6 separate regions of the Mus musculus genome follow, and regions 1, 2, 4, 5 and 6 are each linked to region 3. The links are chromatin contacts, called in public Hi-C, HiChIP or PLAC-seq and promoter capture Hi-C maps. All regions are on one chromosome and are shown on one strand. Each heading gives the region's core, a stretch centred on a gene start, on an enhancer-like site or on the middle of the called end of the contact. The rest is flanking DNA. Distances are from core to core; before and after follow the strand shown. Region 1 overlaps Gm32931 (predicted gene, 32931). Region 2 has its middle 50 kb from the start of Gm32931. Region 3 holds the start of Arid5b (AT rich interactive domain 5B (MRF1-like)). Region 4 has its middle 51 kb from the start of Gm33035. Region 5 has its middle 27 kb from the start of Gm32931. Region 6 has its middle 21 kb from the start of Gm32931.

What was found. Promoter capture Hi-C pulls out the DNA fragments that hold promoters and counts their contacts. Hi-C and Micro-C count contacts between places; a contact is called where the count stands out from the background. HiChIP or PLAC-seq counts read pairs in DNA pulled down with a chosen protein or histone mark.
Region 1: a contact with region 3 is called in an H3K4me3 HiChIP or PLAC-seq map of neural tube, with 5 times the contacts expected there. The contact joins the enhancer-like site here to the promoter of Arid5b in region 3. A contact is called at or near these places in 4 of 39 promoter capture datasets (cranial neural crest, hippocampal neurons, liver and 1 more) and 7 of 115 datasets of contacts at active chromatin or transcription factors (bone marrow-derived macrophages, craniofacial prominence, embryonic forebrain and 4 more).
Region 2: a promoter capture Hi-C map of liver shows a contact between it and region 3, with 2.8 times the contacts expected there. The contact joins the enhancer-like site here to the promoter of Arid5b in region 3. A contact is called at or near these places in 6 of 39 promoter capture datasets (the 3T3-L1 cell line, hippocampal neurons, liver and 2 more), 2 of 484 Hi-C or Micro-C datasets (the AML12 cell line and palatal mesenchyme) and 5 of 115 datasets of contacts at active chromatin or transcription factors (bone marrow-derived macrophages, craniofacial prominence, embryonic hindbrain and 2 more).
Region 4: a contact with region 3 is called in a Hi-C map of embryonic fibroblasts, with 3 times the contacts expected there. The contact joins the enhancer-like site here to the promoter of Arid5b in region 3. A contact is called at or near these places in 8 of 39 promoter capture datasets (the 3T3-L1 cell line, 3T3-L1-derived adipocytes, cranial neural crest and 4 more), 2 of 484 Hi-C or Micro-C datasets (adipose-derived mesenchymal stem cells and embryonic fibroblasts) and 9 of 115 datasets of contacts at active chromatin or transcription factors (astrocytes, bone marrow-derived macrophages, craniofacial prominence and 6 more).
Region 5: a promoter capture Hi-C map of pre-B cells shows a contact between it and region 3, with 2.9 times the contacts expected there. The contact joins the enhancer-like site here to the promoter of Arid5b in region 3. A contact is called at or near these places in 12 of 39 promoter capture datasets (the 3T3-L1 cell line, 3T3-L1-derived adipocytes, the C10 cell line and 8 more) and 8 of 115 datasets of contacts at active chromatin or transcription factors (the NIH/3T3 cell line, bone marrow-derived macrophages, craniofacial prominence and 5 more).
Region 6: a contact with region 3 is called in a promoter capture Hi-C map of pre-B cells, with 4 times the contacts expected there. The contact joins the enhancer-like site here to the promoter of Arid5b in region 3. A contact is called at or near these places in 8 of 39 promoter capture datasets (the 3T3-L1 cell line, the C10 cell line, frontonasal cranial neural crest and 4 more) and 7 of 115 datasets of contacts at active chromatin or transcription factors (bone marrow-derived macrophages, craniofacial prominence, embryonic fibroblasts and 3 more).

The regions. Positions count from the first base shown.
Region 1 is chr10:68,816,874-68,819,702 of GRCm38.p6, reverse strand. It overlaps Gm32931 (predicted gene, 32931), which reads left to right. Exons shown (of 3, transcript NR_168586.1): 2 at 1,298-1,487. Among named protein-coding and RNA genes, the nearest start is that of Gm32931, 4.5 kb to the left of the region's middle. Within about 2 kb of position 1,417, at least 4 of the 459 cell types and tissues checked have an H3K27ac peak or open chromatin away from gene starts, as enhancers often do.
Region 2 is chr10:68,871,067-68,873,766 of GRCm38.p6, reverse strand. No RefSeq gene overlaps it. Among named protein-coding and RNA genes, the nearest start is that of Gm32931, 50 kb to the right of the region's middle. Within about 2 kb of position 1,421, at least 4 of the 459 cell types and tissues checked have an H3K27ac peak or open chromatin away from gene starts, as enhancers often do. A contact at or near this core is called in liver, where this site is marked.
Region 3 is chr10:68,277,389-68,280,295 of GRCm38.p6, reverse strand. Arid5b (AT rich interactive domain 5B (MRF1-like)) reads left to right here and starts at 1,570. Exons shown (of 10, transcript NM_023598.2): 1 at 1,570-1,606; 2 at 2,112-2,366. The coding sequence starts at 1,586.
Region 4 is chr10:68,981,032-68,983,784 of GRCm38.p6, reverse strand. No RefSeq gene overlaps it. Among named protein-coding and RNA genes, the nearest start is that of Gm33035, 51 kb to the left of the region's middle. Within about 2 kb of position 1,299, at least 2 of the 459 cell types and tissues checked have an H3K27ac peak or open chromatin away from gene starts, as enhancers often do. A contact at or near this core is called in embryonic fibroblasts, where this site is marked.
Region 5 is chr10:68,794,229-68,797,097 of GRCm38.p6, reverse strand. No RefSeq gene overlaps it. Among named protein-coding and RNA genes, the nearest start is that of Gm32931, 27 kb to the left of the region's middle. Within about 2 kb of position 1,492, at least 71 of the 459 cell types and tissues checked have an H3K27ac peak or open chromatin away from gene starts, as enhancers often do. A contact at or near this core is called in craniofacial prominence and pre-B cells, where this site is marked.
Region 6 is chr10:68,842,801-68,845,682 of GRCm38.p6, reverse strand. No RefSeq gene overlaps it. Among named protein-coding and RNA genes, the nearest start is that of Gm32931, 21 kb to the right of the region's middle. Within about 2 kb of position 1,417, at least 10 of the 459 cell types and tissues checked have an H3K27ac peak or open chromatin away from gene starts, as enhancers often do. A contact at or near this core is called in pre-B cells, where this site is marked.

The sequences.
Region 1 (2,829 bases), core at 168-2,667, 540 kb before region 3:
CAGCATTGCATACACTAGCAAGATTTTGCTGAAAGGACCCTGATATAGCTGTCTCTTGTGAGGCTATGCCAGGGCATAGCAAACACAGAAGTGGATGCTCGCAGTCAGCTATTGGATGGATCACAGGACCCCCAATGGAGGAGTTAGAGAAAGTACCCAAGGAGCTAAAGGGGTCTGCAACCCTATAGGTAGAACAACAGTATGAACTAACCAGTATCCCCCGGAGCTCGTGTCTCTAACTGCATATGTATCATTGGAAAGAGAGACCCATTGGTCTTTCAAACTTTATATGCCCCAGTACAGGGGAATGCCAGGGCCAAGAAGTGGGAGTGGGTGGGTAGTGGACTGGGGGGGAGAGTATGGGAACTTTTGGGATAGCACTGGAAATGTAAATGAAGAAAATACCTAATAAATAAAAAAGAAAGAAAGACAAGAGTTAGTAGCTCTATCTGCTTTTACATTGTCCTTGTTTGGTTTTAAGTCTGTATCTCTTCACTTCTATCTTGGCCTTTGGTCCTCAGAATCACCTGTCTCTTATTTGGCTTCTGTGTGACTCCTTCTGTCCTTTGTATTTAGGAAGCTAGACAATGGGAAACTGAGTCAGAGGCTACCCTTTTCTGCTCAATAGTATGACTCTTTGGTGGTGAGATTTTTCCAACATATTTTTATCCAAAACCTCATTACCATTTTTTTAAAGCTTCCAGGCTGAATCTGTATCTATCACTCATCAGAAAAATCACACCATTAAATGGCTGTTTGTTGAACCTGTTTGGATTCTGGCTGCCTGTGAACCTGGATGCATGCCACCTTTTCCTTAAAGGGTAAAGCTGCTTTTCAGTTTGGATTATTTCTTTTTAAGTCTAAGCTTATAAATGGAGTAATAAAACCCATATTTGCAACTTCATTTTAGAGAAATCTAATTTACAATGATGAATGACAGGGGGTGGGGGGGCACACGGTCCTTTCTCTTTGAATCAATGTTTCTGCACGATATTCTTCATGCTTTCTTAGCTGTTAAAGAGACCAAATCTCCAGAAGGACCATCTCAAAAGGCTTTAATGTAGAGCAAGTTGCATGTGGATCCAATGCTCTCATCACTAATATGAGACAAGTTGGAATCAGGCTCTGAGAGGGCCTGAGTGGAGAGTTACAGACTCACTAGAGGATCAGCCAGGCAATTAGCAGAAAACATGGCTTAAGAGCAAAGAAACCTTGTGATATTGTTGATGAATTATTTGAGTCCAGTAAAATAGGTTTCAGTTAAGATTATGTTTACAGCTTCAATTTTCCTCGGCAGGATTGGAAAGTCAAGAAGGAAAGAGGGTTCTGCGGGAAAGTCTGGACCACTTTCACTGTGCACACGTGTGTCTTCATCTGTGTAGCTTGTCCTGCTGGAAACCATTTCCTTCCATTTTATAGATATCCCGAGGTTTCGCCAATAGAAAGCACCAGCGACTTATAGTCTGTCGAGTGGAGACTGATATATGGTAAGTGATTTACAAAATGCTGCTCTGAGGCCAATCCCTAGAGACATGATGCTGTCTTTTCATGAAAACTGGACCCAAAAGGAAAAATGAACTCTCATTCTTCCAGTGGCCAGCTCCTGTGGTCAGTCCCTAGAGTGGACGGACCAGAGGACAGATGCTACTTTTTAACTACGTTTGTAATCTTCGATGGCTAATGCTGTATGTCTCACATATTAAGAGGACATATTGCAACATTTACTTTTTCCCCTTGGGATTTTTGTCTTCATCAAAGAGCTGAAAATACGACGTGCTGAAATAAAACCTGTGCTAGAAGGAATTCTGCCTACCCCCTGACATTTCTTCGTAAAGTATTAATGATTCTTCTATTTTTCTAAATTACAGTGATGGATGCATCTTGGCAAAGTGAAAATTGAATATAAAATGTTGTGATGAATTATAAATATAGACGTATTTCATTCTCTCATCTCAATACTTTGCATTAAATATGAGTGTTGTATTTCTTTCAAGTGATGGAGTTAATTTTATCTGAGAAAATAATAAAGTGATCATTCATTTTTGAAAGGCTTTTTTTTCCTGGAAAAGTATACACTCATTTCCTTCTTGCTTTTACATACATGTGTAATCCACTCTTGAAGAGCCAAGAAAGAAAATACTTTACACATGTTATAAACCCCACCGAGTGGAAAAGAACTCAAAGCAAATGTTGACATCAGGACGTGACCTGCCGTATTACTTAGTGGGGAGAAATTTAAATTGGCTCCTTATGGACCGAGCAGAAACCCCATTGATGAATGGCATGTGTCTTGGTCCTTGGGAAAGCTTGAACTCTCTAGTAGACCTTGGAAAATGGGGTAAGAAGCCATTTTTCAGCTATTCATGACTGCTTGAGAGATTTTGGATGTGTCTAAATGTATGCAAATGCAAGGAAGAGGGGTGGGTAGGAGAAAAGAGAACACTTGTCAAAGTCAACTATGGCAAAAACAGTGCAATAAAATACAAAGACAATGGAATCATCATATTAAAATGTGACATCAACAGAGTCAAATGGTTCAGTGTATGAAAGAACTTTCAGCACGTACCTGATAATCTGAGTTTGAGTCTCAGAACTCTATACAAAGCCATATGGACGGGCATGCTCACAGCCCTCCCACAATGAGAAGGGATGGAGAGACAAGAGACTCAAAAGGAAGCTCCTGGCTGGCTAGTGTAGGGTGCAAAGCACAGCAGAAATTCAGGGACCCTGACTCAACAAAGTTTGGAAAGAGAGTACCTACTCCTGAAAGTTGCTTTCTGACCTCAACATGGATGTGCCTATACACACACACACACACACATGGGCGCA
Region 2 (2,700 bases), core at 172-2,671, 590 kb before region 3:
GACCTACAGGCCATTAGTCCGCCTCCACTTTCATGCAGTCTCTGGAGACGCTGCCTGTGCCCTGGACCACTCCCTGTCTGACCCTACTTACCCTTGGTGGGGTTGGAGGTGTGGCAGTATGGAATTAACCTAGGCTCCAGGAGCAGGTGAGAAAATTGCATTGCAAGTTCCTTTAATATTCACCACCTGCGCTTCATTGGTCACAAGAAAGCAGAGCTTCTAAACAGCCGTTCCTGATTGGCTGACATTGTCTATGTCAGCAATCCTTGATCTCTCAGGCAGTCCTCAATTAGGTCCTCCTGTAGGAGCTGCCTTTGCAGCTTGCTGCACGGCCCCAGGGCATTTATGCACAGGTGAGTCGTAGTTCCTTCTTCATGGAGATGCAGGCTACATAAGGACTTGCACATGCGCTTTGGTGTAAAGTTGACTCAAGCGCCGTTCGTGTGCCGTTGTCCTCTACAGGTTCACCGTTGAGCAGTTGACCCCCAGTGGTAGCAGCATTTAGGGGAGCCATGGAAAATCAAGGAGGTGGGGGCATAACCAGAGGTCATAGGTCACTTGTGGGACACGTCTTAGGGATCTTGCTGACTTCCAGTATGATCTCTTTGCATCTTGTCCTCTGGAGGTATAAAGACCCCCAGCTATGGACAGGACCCCTCCTGCCTTCGTATATGTGGGCACACATTCGCCACCAAGGAACTCTGAGCAAAATACAGTTTTCCTCTCTGTCACAGTGATGAGAAGAATAATGTCTGCTGTTGGCTGTGTTGACAGCTGGTGTTCTGGTTAATGTTTCTAATTCATGTCTTTTCGCACCATTAAAGTGGGGCAAAGTTATGTTTTGTAAAAGAGATGGTTCTCAACCTGTGGGTTGTGACTTTTTTGAGGTGACCAATCCTTTCACAAGGGTCGAGTATTGGATATCCTGAATATCAGATATTTATATTACCATTCATAACAGCAGCAAAATTATAGCTATGACGCAGTGACAAAAATAATTTTATGGCTGTGGGTCACCACAACATGAGGAACTATTTTAAAGGGCCAAAATATTAGGAAAGTTATCCAACACGGTGTTAAAGAGTTGTTATATCAAATAAGACAGGATTTCCAATGCTAAGCACAAGGACTTGCACACAGTAGGTGTGCACGCAACACATTTAGGATGTCAGAGCAAATGCAGTTTCCTTTAGACGCTCTCTGACTGGCTGGTAAGATGACCTTGGTCACTCTGGCTCCCTTCAGTATATACCAATTCAATTCACAGCACTTAAGTACATATGTGATATTTAATAAGCTTCTCTTAAGTTTGTATAATTTCCTCAATTAACTATAACACTGCCCAGTGCAGAGCCATGTTATTCTATCTTAGGCTAACTGCCTTACTCAGCATTCAGCACACAGCTCATGATGGATGTTCGTGGACTGATTGATTAGAAACTTGGCAACACTGTATTCTTTCAGTTTCCTAATGAGCTGAAGCTTTCATAAGCTGGCTGATAATATTGAACGCACTGAGAATGTTGCAACCAGCGAGTAGGGGCAAAAATATTCAAATACAGGACCAGAGAAACGGCTCAGCAGTTAAGACTGTATACTGCTCTTGCAGAGGACTGGGGTGGGCTTCCCAGGACCAATATAGGGTGGCTTACAACTGCCTTTTACCCCAACTCTTCTTGGGGCTCTGATACCCTAACTTCTTCATGGTGCACATGGGGGTACTCAAATGTGCACACACACAGACAAATGTAAATAAAAATCAAAGCTTTATATATGTAAGTATATATACATATATATATATATATATATATGTATATATATATATATACACACACACATATTTTTATGTATACACACACATATAGATGTGTGTGTGTATGTGTGTGTATGCACATATATATGAAGATTAGGTGGCATTACAATAATGTGGACACTATCAATAGCAAGTCTCACATTTCGTCTTTGTCACCTCTCAGGTCAAATATTAAAGAGCCAATACCAGGTAATTAACTCATCTGAAGCAAAGTTCTTGCTCTGTCTTCTCCATTCCCCATCATACCATGCAACAGACAAAGCTCCCACTTCAATACTAGCGACTTGACTCTTCAAGCCCCAGAAGCCCAGACAGGGGAACCACATTTTTTTTTAATGACCAGTAACACTTATTCCATCCATCCATAGATTCATTGGTTCATCAATAATATTCACCAGGGAGCCACCAAACACATGTGACTCAAGTGATTCCCTGTGTCCGTCAAGAGTCCCTGACGACTGAGCTGACAAACTTGTGGCTAGGACTGATGGCCGCCTCAGGTTGTGGGTGGACATCCAAGTCCTGTGCATTTTCTCTTGAAGCCCCTCTGCTCTCCTTCTGCCTCTTGAGTTGATGGAGAGTTTGTCAACCGTGTCTCATCCAACCCACCCTCTCTAGAAGATCAGGTTTGAAGGACGGCCTTCTCACTCAACATTCAACGCCTCCAAAGCAAACTCCAGTACTTGATTCAAACATCAGGAATGGCTAGAAAGACCTTTACCATCTAGTGATTGCCATATCCAGAGATCCATCCCATGATCAGCTTCCAAACGCTGACACCATTGCATACACTAGCAAAATTTTGCTGAAAGGACCCAGATATAGCTGTCTCTTGTGAGACTATGCCAGGGCCTAGCAAACACAGAAGTGGATGCTCACAGTCAGCT
Region 3 (2,907 bases), core at 321-2,820:
AACCTTATCCCCCATATAGTACATGTTTACTTTTTTAGCCTGCCAGACCCACTCTGGAAAGATTGGTGCCAATATAATAAAATCGCTGGGGGGTTGGGGAGGGGTGCTGGAAAGAGTGGGAGGAGAGCCGGGAAGGGGTGGAGGAAGCGAGTACACCATTTTACATCAATGCTGCGAAAATGCAAGCGAGCCAGGCGGAGGACCGGCAGCTGGGTCGCAGCGAGCGAGGGTTTTGCAGTCCCTGCCTGTTCCTTGTTCTGTGGCTCTTAAGTTTCTCTGTTTGCATAATAGCCGTGCATGCAAACCGCGCAATGCTCCAGGGCTCCAGAACAATAAATATACACATTTAAAACCTTTATTGTCTTACGTTGTGTTAACCACCCCCCACCTCCGTTTCCAACAGCTTAATTTCTGATGGTATTTAACTAGTTTGCAAATGGATTATTTTTTTCAGTTTCAAACTATTACCGAGAAAGCTCCCCCTCCCTTTTGGGAGGAGGGGGGCACGGGAAGGATTGGGGGTGGGGTAGAAGTCGGTATATTATTCCTGTAGCGCCGGGTTATATAAACACATTATCATTTGAGAGAGCCCTTGGCGTCCATCAGCATTGTAAACACGTACGAGTGTATATACTTCAAAATTAAAGAATGCACACGCAGAACCCAGAGCCCGAATTCATATTCCGAGCAGACTCGCGGCTCGCATGTATTGATTTATCATGCATGGTTTATTGTTCCTCTCCCTAAATGTAGTTGCTGTCCGTTCAATATTGTTGCAAAATCACGAGACGTGTGTGTACTGCTCACTTGTCTTTCTGCTCTTCTTCTTCCTTTTTTTCCCCCCTGCTGAGTATTTTTTTTTTGCGAAGCGAACAAATGCATTAATATTTATATGTTTATATAATCGATAACCCACTTTTCCCTTCCGTGTAAATAGGCATCAGAAGATAATTTAACAGATTAGTTCTCTCAAACATGGCAGTGAGGAAACGTAATTTAACTATCAAACAAATCTACATGTCTAATAACAGCAAATCTGCTAAGGAGCATTAGAAAGAGGAGCGGCGCCCCGGAATCTCTGCAGGAAATGTTCTTTATATTAGACATATACAAGCAGGTCCTGTCAGATGCACAACGCAGCTCGAGAGACTTGGTCTGCTCCAAAAATCTCAACCGACGTTACCCACAGACACGAGGAACTGAGAAGAGAAAGATACCCTCATTACTTGGTTTTAGGATGGGTTTCAATTTTTTTTTACATCTTCCTGTCTGCTTTTTGCCTTGATCCATTCTCTTCCCGCCGAGGTCGGACTTAGCCCTTCTCCCTATTTCGAATTTGATCAACCCATCTTTGGCAGCAAACCCACATCTTTTTTACAGGAGATGAAAATTGAGTCTTCGAGGAAATATTAGGATATATTTTCAATCATTTTGGTGCTGAGGGGGAGGCTAGAGCTTAGTTTTATATTGAGACATCACGCCGGCTGCAAGCAGAGAATGCTTTCCCCTGCCAGGACCTGATGCAATCCATTCAAGCCAACAAGTTTGGAGAGAATGTTGAGTTCAATCAATTCAGAACGTCGAGATGGAGCCCAACTCACTCCAGGTATTTCGCTCTCCTCCGCTCCTGCGGTCCCGGCGCCCCCCGGCACCCCCCAGCCCCCCAGCTCACCCACCCCCTCACACCCCCTCACACCCCCCACAAACTTTTTACCAAACTTTTACCCTCTGCATCCCCCCAAAATCATTTTTATTGTTTTTTTTAAAAATCCCTGCGCTGATCATACCTACATAATGTAATTTTATCGCCTCATATGGGGAACTGGGGAGGGGTGGTGGGGACCCGGAGGGCTTTTTTTTTCTTTTCTTTTCTTTCTTTCTTTCTTTTCTTTTCTTTTTCTTTCTTTCTTTTTTTTTTTTTAAGGGAGGCAGAAAATTAGTGGGTTTTGTAATATTTTTTCACCCAGCGTTCTATCTGTGGGCCGGTCTGTATTGAGAGTCTTGTGTGTTAATGTGCCTGGGAATAGATATTTGTGCTTGATGGCTACATTATTTACGTGGTGCTTTTTTTTTTCTCTCTCTCTCTCTCCCTCTCTCTCCCCCTCCTGCAGTGGGTCGGCTCACCGTGTGGCTTGCACGGACCTTATATTTTTTATAAGGCTTTTCAATTCCACCTTGAAGGCAAACCAAGAATCTTGTCCCTTGGCGACTTTTTCTTTGTAAGATGTACGCCAAAGGATCCGATTTGCATAGCGGAGCTCCAGCTGTTGTGGGAAGAAAGGACCAGCCGGCAACTTTTATCCAGCTCGAAACTTTATTTCCTCCCCGAAGACACTCCCCAGGGCAGAAATAGCGACCATGGCGAGGTGGTAAACCTATCTCTCCCTCTCTTCCTTCTTTATTATCTACCCCCCCCCTCCAGTAATGCGTATTATAAGGCAAGCTTGAAAATACTGTATTCAGTTCTGCGGTGAGCAGGATCCGCTCGTTTTTTAAAGGGGTAGCGCCACTAACTGGGGCTGGAGTATTTTACCATTGTCAGAGTTTGGCTGTCAGCTTTACAAAGACCGTCCAACTGCTGATTTTAGTCAAGATCAAATAACTTGTCAAGAAGGGTTTTGTTCCAGGGTGTGTGTGTGTGTGTGTGTGTGTGTGTGTGTGTGTGTGTGTGTGTTCGTTTAGCTACCTCTTCTTGAAGATTAATATCTCATGCTTTAATATACATATTTTAATGTACATATTTTTTGCTTTTTAATTTTTTTAATTTTTTTACTTCATGCCTGGCTCCTGGGCTGGGTAGCTTTCTTTTAGTGGGTTTTGATATTGTTCACGTTTTTTTTTTTTCTTTTAAGTATTTGATATGTTTAAGAGGGCGGAAATTACGAAACGGAGGCAGAATGAGATCAA
Region 4 (2,753 bases), core at 50-2,549, 700 kb before region 3:
GGGAGGTGTTTTGTGAAGGGGTTTTAACAAAGAATGGAGAAAATATTTGTTTACTCCCAAGTTTACTATTTATATTTGCTTTCTGCTTTCTGTCCCCACTCTTCCCATTTTATATATGTGTATTTGTGTATGAACATTCCTCTGTGTGTGTGTGTTTGTGTGCGCATGTGTGTGTTGTGTGTTCGTGTGTATGTGCATGCATGTGTGTGTGTGAGTGTATGTATATGTATGCATGTGTGCATGCATATGTGTGTACATTCCCGTGTGTGTACATATGTGCATGTGTATATGTGTGTGTGCATGCATGAGCATGTGTGTGACTGTTTATGTACATTCCTGTGTGTTTGCATGTGTGTGTGTGTGCATCTTATACATTTTGGGGTGGCTTGTAACATCCTTGGCTTATACCTCATAGATGCCAATCCTGACATAAATGTTTGTGGCTTTGTGAAATGTATCCCGCAGAGCAAAATCTTCTATACCCAAGAGTTACCAGCCAAGAAAGGCCCACCTACAGGCAATTATTGAGCTCCTACTGTGTACATTGCTGTGGTGGCTAAACTTTGAGAGACTCTGGATTAGACACATTCAGGCTCCAAGTCTGACTACATTCAGGGGCAGAGGGTAAAGAAGAGATTACTCCACGCCAGCAGCTCCTACATGGAGATGGTTGTTTCATGAAATACAGAATACAGGAAGGAAAAGCCACTGCTTGGAAGTTCTTCATACACTTAGACAGTACTTAACAGAGGCAGCAAAAAGGGAGAGAACCTGGTTTTATTGCCATGGACACATGGGCACTAGTCAGAGAGGAGCAGCAGAGGCTGAGCTCCTCTGAGTAGTGGGGATCCTGGTGGAAGGAGCTTTAAATCTGTTTATCGGTAGAGCTGGACTCCAAGCTTGGTGGAGGCTGATCAGGAAGCAGGTAGACCAGAAGTCTGCAGGGAGGAAAGACTGGTGGTGTCTCCATTCAGGCTCACAGACATCCCACATTTGCCTTGTGTGATTATCAGGCTTCTCAAGGAACCCAGACTTCTGCCCAAAAAAGTTTTACTTTGCATCCCGCCAGTATCAAGGGAGGGAGATTTTGTCTCCAATGGTAATCACCACAATAGCATCAAACAACCCTTAGGATCGAGTGTTGCAAGTGCATCTATCTCACACAACAATGAAGCTGTTTCTTGGGACTAAAATAACTAGTTTCTGACTCGGGTTCATCCCACACTAGGTGGACTTCACACACCGACGTCAAAATAACTTAATGTAAGTGGAATGTGTTTGAGCTCACCACAAGCCGAGGAGAGGAGCAGAAATCAAGCCAGAGTGGCCACGTAAGGGGAAAATAATGTTCCACGTTGGTGATGGGGCAGCCCAGCAAGAGGGAGGAAAGCCTGATGAAACTTTACAGCATCCCCATCCCCGAAGCTCTCAGTGAGCAAATAGGGCCACACTTGGGCACACCAAAAATGTCAATTTAAAATAAATCCCTGCTGTGCCAGCATCTCCGGAAGCCAGCTGGCTCTATAATTTACAAAGGTGACAGGCAAAGCCATAAAGGTAAAATGGGGGTTTTCAATCAGGTAGCGTGAGATGAGAGGGAGAGAAATCATACCTGATTCCAGAAAAATACACTTCTGTTGGGTAACAGGTGGCATTAAAAAATTGCTGCTTGCTCCAAACAGGAGTTGTAGGAATGGATTTTCAATCTTACTCACTGAGTGGAAAATTATTTTAAAGGAAGTTTTAGGGCATGCTTGGGTAACATCCAAGTGGAAATATGTTTAGGGAGAAGGGGGAGGAGCATGATGATGGTGATGTGTAATATCCAAAATGAGTTCAAGACCACCACAGTACCTTCCCCCTTTGAAAAGGACTTTCCAAACTGTACTAGCAGGCCAAGTGCAGAGCCAGATAAGGAAGCTGGTTGACTAAACAAATGTAAAAACATAGTTTTAGCAGTCAATATGATTAAGCCTGCACCTACCAAAACAATATTAGCCATTCTCAGAGAAATAACCATAACAAAAATAACAGTTCTCAGAAGAATTCTCCTGCCCCCCACTGAATTCTGAAAAAGACCACAAACCACCCTGATCTTGCTAGGATTCCCTGTAATGTTAATAACTGTGACTGACCCATAACTTCAAAATGTACTACTGCTTTGCTGACCAAATCATAATAACCCACTGTGGGGGCAGACCAAAGGGTTACTTAGTCACTATGCAAACCAACTGATGCCTGAAAGGACTACTTGCTACACCACTGAGAACCCTGTTCCCAAATCTGCCCCTTACAAAGGTATAAAAAGTATGTTCTTTATTTGTTCTGGGTCTCTCCCCTGGCCTGTGAGCTGAAAGGGGAGTTCCCAACATGTTGGATCAATAAAATTCCTCATGTGGTTTGCAGTGATGGCAGTTTCTGTGGTCTTTGTGAGTGAGAGTCTTTTGATGAACTCCAACAATGGCAGTTATGGTGGTGGTGATAATGGTGATAATGATAAAGAAGAAGAAGATGATGATGGTGCTGAAGATGGTGGTGAAGGTGATAGTGGGGGAGGAAGAAGAAATTTTATAAAAGGGGTTGGGGTTGGGGGTAAGAATGAGGAATTAGGGGCTGAAGAGATGGCTCAGCAGTTAAGAGCATTGACTGCTCTTCCAGAGGTCCTGAGTTCAATTCCCAGCAACCACATGGTAGCTCACAACCATCTATAATGGGCATCTGATGCTGTCTTCTGCTGTGCCTGAAGACAGTGT
Region 5 (2,869 bases), core at 243-2,742, 520 kb before region 3:
GGAAGGAAGGAAAGAATGAGAGAGAGAGAGAGAGAGAGAGAGAGAGAGAGAGAGAGAGGAAAAGTGGAGCTGGAGAGATGGCTCAGTGGTTAAGAACACTGACTACTCTTGCAGAAGAGTTCATTTCCCAGCATCTGTATTGGGCAGTTCACAACATCTTGTAAATCCATCTCCCAAGACATTCAATGACATCTTCTGGTCACTGCTGGCTCCTATATTCAAATGCCTGTGCCGACACAGACACACATACACACATACATAGACGTAATTTTTAAAAAATGCTGAAATGAAACCCTCACCTTCTTTCAAATAAGTAAACGTCTAAAGTAAATATGACATAATATTAGGGCTTAAGCTATAAGACACGTGAATGTTGTTTTAAGTTTCACAGTTATTTAGTGTATATGCACATGTGTGTATGCATGCACACATATGGTACTCTGGTAAGCATATGGAGGCCAGAGAACAAGTTGCAGGACGTTCTTTCTTCCCTTCTACCACGTGGATTCTGGGGATTGGACTCAGCTAGTCAGACCTGGTAGCATGCGTCGCTACCCAATAAGCTTCCTTGAAGGGTAGACATTAATCTTAGATTTAAATAAACATAATTTTACTATAATCTTTCAAAATTAAGGAAAAAAATCATGGAAGGTGTGTTGTTAACCTTTAAATTCTGGAGCAAGCAGTAAGTATTCTGTCTCCTTGAGAAGAAGCAAACTGGCAGAGCCTGCCCAGACAGTGAGAGGAGTCCGCTGGCTGACAGAGAAGCTGCAGAAGTGCCGCCCATCCCCATCACTCACTGAACTGGGCAGAACCCAGGAACCCCACTTCCCATCTCTGTCTCCCAGGTGCACCTTCAGAAACAATTAGAATCATTTCAACAGAACCACGGGAGAATAATTTTGAGTGTTTCATGATTCACCTTGTTCTCCTGAAAGTCGGCATGAAAGCGTCCATGTTCCAGGCTTCCAAACAGCACAGACTGTCCTAACAACGCTTTTCATGACAGATAGGTCACCCACGAGAGGTCCTTTTTAACGCGAGACATTTTATCCTCCTCCCCACCAAAAAAAAATGTGATGAATTATTTTTCCAAAGCTGATAGTTTGTTTCAGAACATTCGTTTTCATGAAAGCCAATGTCACCTCAACACAGTAATGAATTCCTTTTGGAAGCCGCTCTGACTTCCCAAGGTCACCAATTGAGCTTTCACAGAGAGAAATTATGCCGGTTTGATTTGAGAAAGCCTGGGGAAGTTGAGGGGGAAGGAGAAGGCAAGAGTGGGGCAGATGCCAGAACTGAGGAACATCTCAGCAGAGTTGGATTAAGTTTCAACTTATGCAAATGAGGGTTGAGAAAGGAAGCCTCTGTTTCCCTTTGAGTGTACTGATGCGCAGACTCACCAGGAGGGTAACTTCAAGGGCTTATGCCCCCAGGGACCAGGCTGGGAGGGAAGCGGGCTTCTGTGTCATGGAAAGTCCCAAGATCTGTTCCAGAGCCCCACCCACTTCCTGCCACCTCCGTGTTTGTCTTCTGTGCTCTGGATGCTCTTAACTGTCCTACAAGTGTGGTAAAGGGTTCTAGCATGTGGAGGGAAAATTAGCTTTATTTCTTTTTCCACCTTCATTAAATTCAGAAAAGGGAGACAATCAAAAGAAAACGTTCTGACCTAATTAGTCCCAGTGCCGCAGAAACAATGGAAAGCGTTTTCTCTGAACAAATGTGCACGATTCAAACATTTCACTGGAAAGAGCCAGTCGAGCCTTGCTTCTCCATTTTTAAGGAGCATGGGAACATTCTGGAAGGTGGAAGCTGTTGATAGCAAAGTAGTTAACAGTTAAGAACATAGAGTGAGTCCACTTTGATCCTACCTATGGGAATAGTTGTCATCTGTGTGCCTGTGTGCGTGTGTGTGTGTCTGTGTATGCGCACGCGTGAGCGCTCATAATGTACATTAGTGTGCATTTGTGCATATGTGTATGGGTGTATGGAGCAGTGTGTCTGTGTGTGTGTGTGTGTGTGTGTGTGTGTGCGCGCGCGCACACACACACACACGCACATGCATGTGGTTGCTGGAGGTCAAAATCAGGTGCCTTTCTTGTTTGTTCTCTACCTTATATTTTGAGATAGGGTTTTTCACAGAACTTAGAGTTACCCTACCCAGCTAGGCTAACTAACTAACCAATGAGCTCCCAGGATCCACCTGTCTCCACCCCTGGTCCAAGCCTTGGGGTTTCAGGTGTGTAGGTTTGTTTCCTGCTTTTCTGTGAGGCTGGTATACAGACTCAGGTCTGTGCTTTCAGGGTACACTTCACTGACTGAGCAGTTACCTTGCTCCAGCGGTTGTCTCTTTTATGGGGTACACTTGGATGCAGTTATGAAAACAGCAGATGATCTTTGCTGGTGAGACTAAAGCCTAGAAAACCTCAAATCATAGAGAAGAAAACATTTAAAGTTGACTTCTGCTCACTCCTGCTTACTGATGGAACATAGCTGCTTCACAAAGCTGAAGATTCAGACTCAGTCAGAAGGCTCCATCTCATATAAAACTATTGTCCAATGTTCAATACAAACATACATCTATAGATAGATAGATAGATAGATAGATAGATAGATAGATAGATAGATAGATAGAACTTGCTTCCAAAGAGGTTGTAGAAAGAAAGTTAAAAATACGAAATTATTGTCTAAATCTCACATTGCAGTAGGTAAGACTATTTCAAGGACACAGGATGTGACAGTAAAAACTAAAGGTGCTTAATTTTGTTCTATTCTTCTAAATTGCCTTTGTAGAGAGGGCATTTTGATCTTGAATTTGCTCTTCACTGGGTTGTGACTGGGGTGGCTGTCTTTCTGCTACCCTTTTCTC
Region 6 (2,882 bases), core at 168-2,667, 570 kb before region 3:
CCAGGGAGTTTCATTATTGGAAATAAACACCCCCTTACTCTATGCTGCTTTGGTCAAGTATTTTATCAGTGCAATTTCTTCTGAACCAAGGGCTAAAACATTGTAAGAAATCAATATTTGCTTTAAGGGAGGGAGGGAAGAAAAAGGGTGGGAAGAAAGAGGGGGTTGTCAAGCAAGAGAATGTCTCGACCCAACGTCCACGTCTGAGGTGGCTCTGAAATTGACAAAAGCTTATATTTCTTGTACATAGTTTCAGAAATGTGGCTTCAATTCCAGTTTATAGCTTCCAGGATGAAAAGCACAGACGTGATTGTGTTTTCTGAGCCTGTGAGCCATGATGAAGAAACAGAGAGGAAGCAGGCCTCCATGTAAGTAAAACAATACTGTAATCATTCAGCATTTCTCATTTAACCTCACATCCTCACCCCCGTGGAGAGTTGCAGGAGAAGGGAGGTTAGCACACAGGCAACTCCCATTTCATAATGTAATCCTAGCAGCAGCGATATAAATATTTTGCAGGTCAAACGGTCTGTTGTTAACCCACCAGGAGTGTCCAGTGCATCACCTATGACCTAAGGTTTAGCAAGACTAGGAAAAGAAGTCGAAGAAAAGATGGAAGCAGTATAATTATTTCCAGGAAGGGCCTTGTCTGAGTCAAACTCAAGAGAATTGTGGGGAGGCAGAGGCAGGCAGATTTCTGAGTTCGAGGCCAGCCTGGTCTACAAAGTGAGTTCCAGGACAGCCAGGGCTACACAGAGAAACCATGTCTCGAAAAACCACAAAAAAAAAAAAAAAAAAAAAAAAGAGCATTGGGAATATGCAAAACGCCAATTCATTTCTAACACCACATACTTAAGTGCTTCCTCTTCCTGTTTTCTACTTCATCCTCTCATGCGTGCCCGGGTGATGGTGATGCTCTCACCACGCCATGCCTGTATCCTTGCCTTCCAACTTCCAGTCCTGTCTGTCTTTTCCTAGAAATATACTCATCTCTTCTTCCTCACCCCATCCCCACCTCCACTCCTGGTATATCGATCCCCCCTAATATAAGAAGAGTACAGAGCACCCGGGTTTGAACCAGGGCTGTGTTTCTGCCTCAGACTTCTTTCTTACTGTATTGGCTAACTTTCTCATTGCTGTCATAACAACAGCAGCAGCAACAACAACAACAACAAAAATGTTGACAAGCTCTGATGTGACTGTGGCTTTCAATCTGAAGGGATACAGCTACAGCCCATGTTAGCAGGTGTATGGGGCATCTGGTCCCATAGCATCTACAAGGAGGGAGTAGAGAAGTGGTCCATGCCATAAAACCTGAAGACCTACTCCCAAATGACCCAATTTTCCTACTGAGTCTCTACTTCCTTCCTTCTAGGGCATCACTACCAGCCAGGAACTATGTGTTCAACCACATGGGGCGCACTGCACAAACTACAGTCATCTGAATTGAAGGTTGAGGGTTATAGGTGCTTGCAGCTTCCTTCTTATCACGTTTGGGATCTGGGTCCAACCTCGTCATCCTTCCTCAGATTTCTGAGTCAGACTTCTCACTCAGCTCTTTCTGAAAAGTGTTTTAACCCGTCACCTGTGTAAGATTTCTATGTATTTTTCAAGCATCGGGATGACAGAATCGCAGTAAGTGAATAAAACCCGGTCAGGAAGTGGATGCCAGAGAGCTTTGCTGCTGTGCGCATGAGTGAGTCAGAGCTGAACTCACGGCTGATTCCCAGTTTCTGGCTAGCCCCCTTACTTCTGCATCTCATCTCCACCTAGGCTTTTCTCCAATCATTTCTACCTTAAATACCCGCTGTCCTCGTGTTGGTTCCTCTCTAGTCAAGAACCCTGGAAACTCCACAGCTTTTCAGATAACACTACACTGGTTTCTTTAACCCTGTAAAGTATTCATAATGTGATTTTTTTCTTTTTGGTCACCAGGAAAATGTAACGAGTGGACTAAGTTCCCCCATGTCGATGTCCCTCAATATTTCTGTAATCATATAGCTGGTAGCAGCAGCCTCGACGCTCACTGGATCAGTGAGAAATGTGTTGCCTTAACCAATACTTATGACTTTGCATTTGCTGGAAATCAATGGCAGAGTCCTAGAAAGTGAAGAGTTTAGGCGTCGTTTTGTGGTCACACTGTGCGCTTTTGAAAACATGAGAATACAATTAATAATAAATTATAATAAAGTGTTTATTTACACTTTATGCTATGTGTTGTATAGCTTCCCTGTATGCTTAAAATATACTCACATATATTTGTGATCATAAATATACATTACATATAGCTAAGTCCATGCCTACAACACAAACGTATTCCTAACAGCGAGCACTCACAGTGTCCATGTGTTTTATTTTATAAATGAGAATAGTAATATTCTCTGCCCCATCCTAAGCCCTTTCCATTTATGTCCTTTTTCTCTTCAGTTCTTAAAATATCAAGTCTGTATGTTTTGGATTAACATGAAATGTCTCTTTCTGTTAATAATCAGAATTAATCTCAAGCAACGCAAAGATAAGGGTTCCTTTTGAAATGTGCCTCAGAGATCCCAGCAGTGCCTGGTAACACTCAACCCTTCATTAAATATCCTATTATCTATTTATCAAATAATACCTCTGCTCATACCAGGCTTCACAATAACTTACTCTCACATTCTAGCTAGAATATATTGTCAAATGAAACTGGTATGTTTGTGCCTCCTGACTAGTTTCTGCTATGGCATAAGTACATTATAAAAAAATTATAGACTCTGGGGGTTTTGTTTGTTTGTTTGTTGTTTTTGAAACAAGGAATACATTTTTGATTTACAGTCCAGCTTAATTTCATGATTTAAAAATGGATGCAGAAGCTGATCCTAACACCATAGGTTAAAATAACCAAT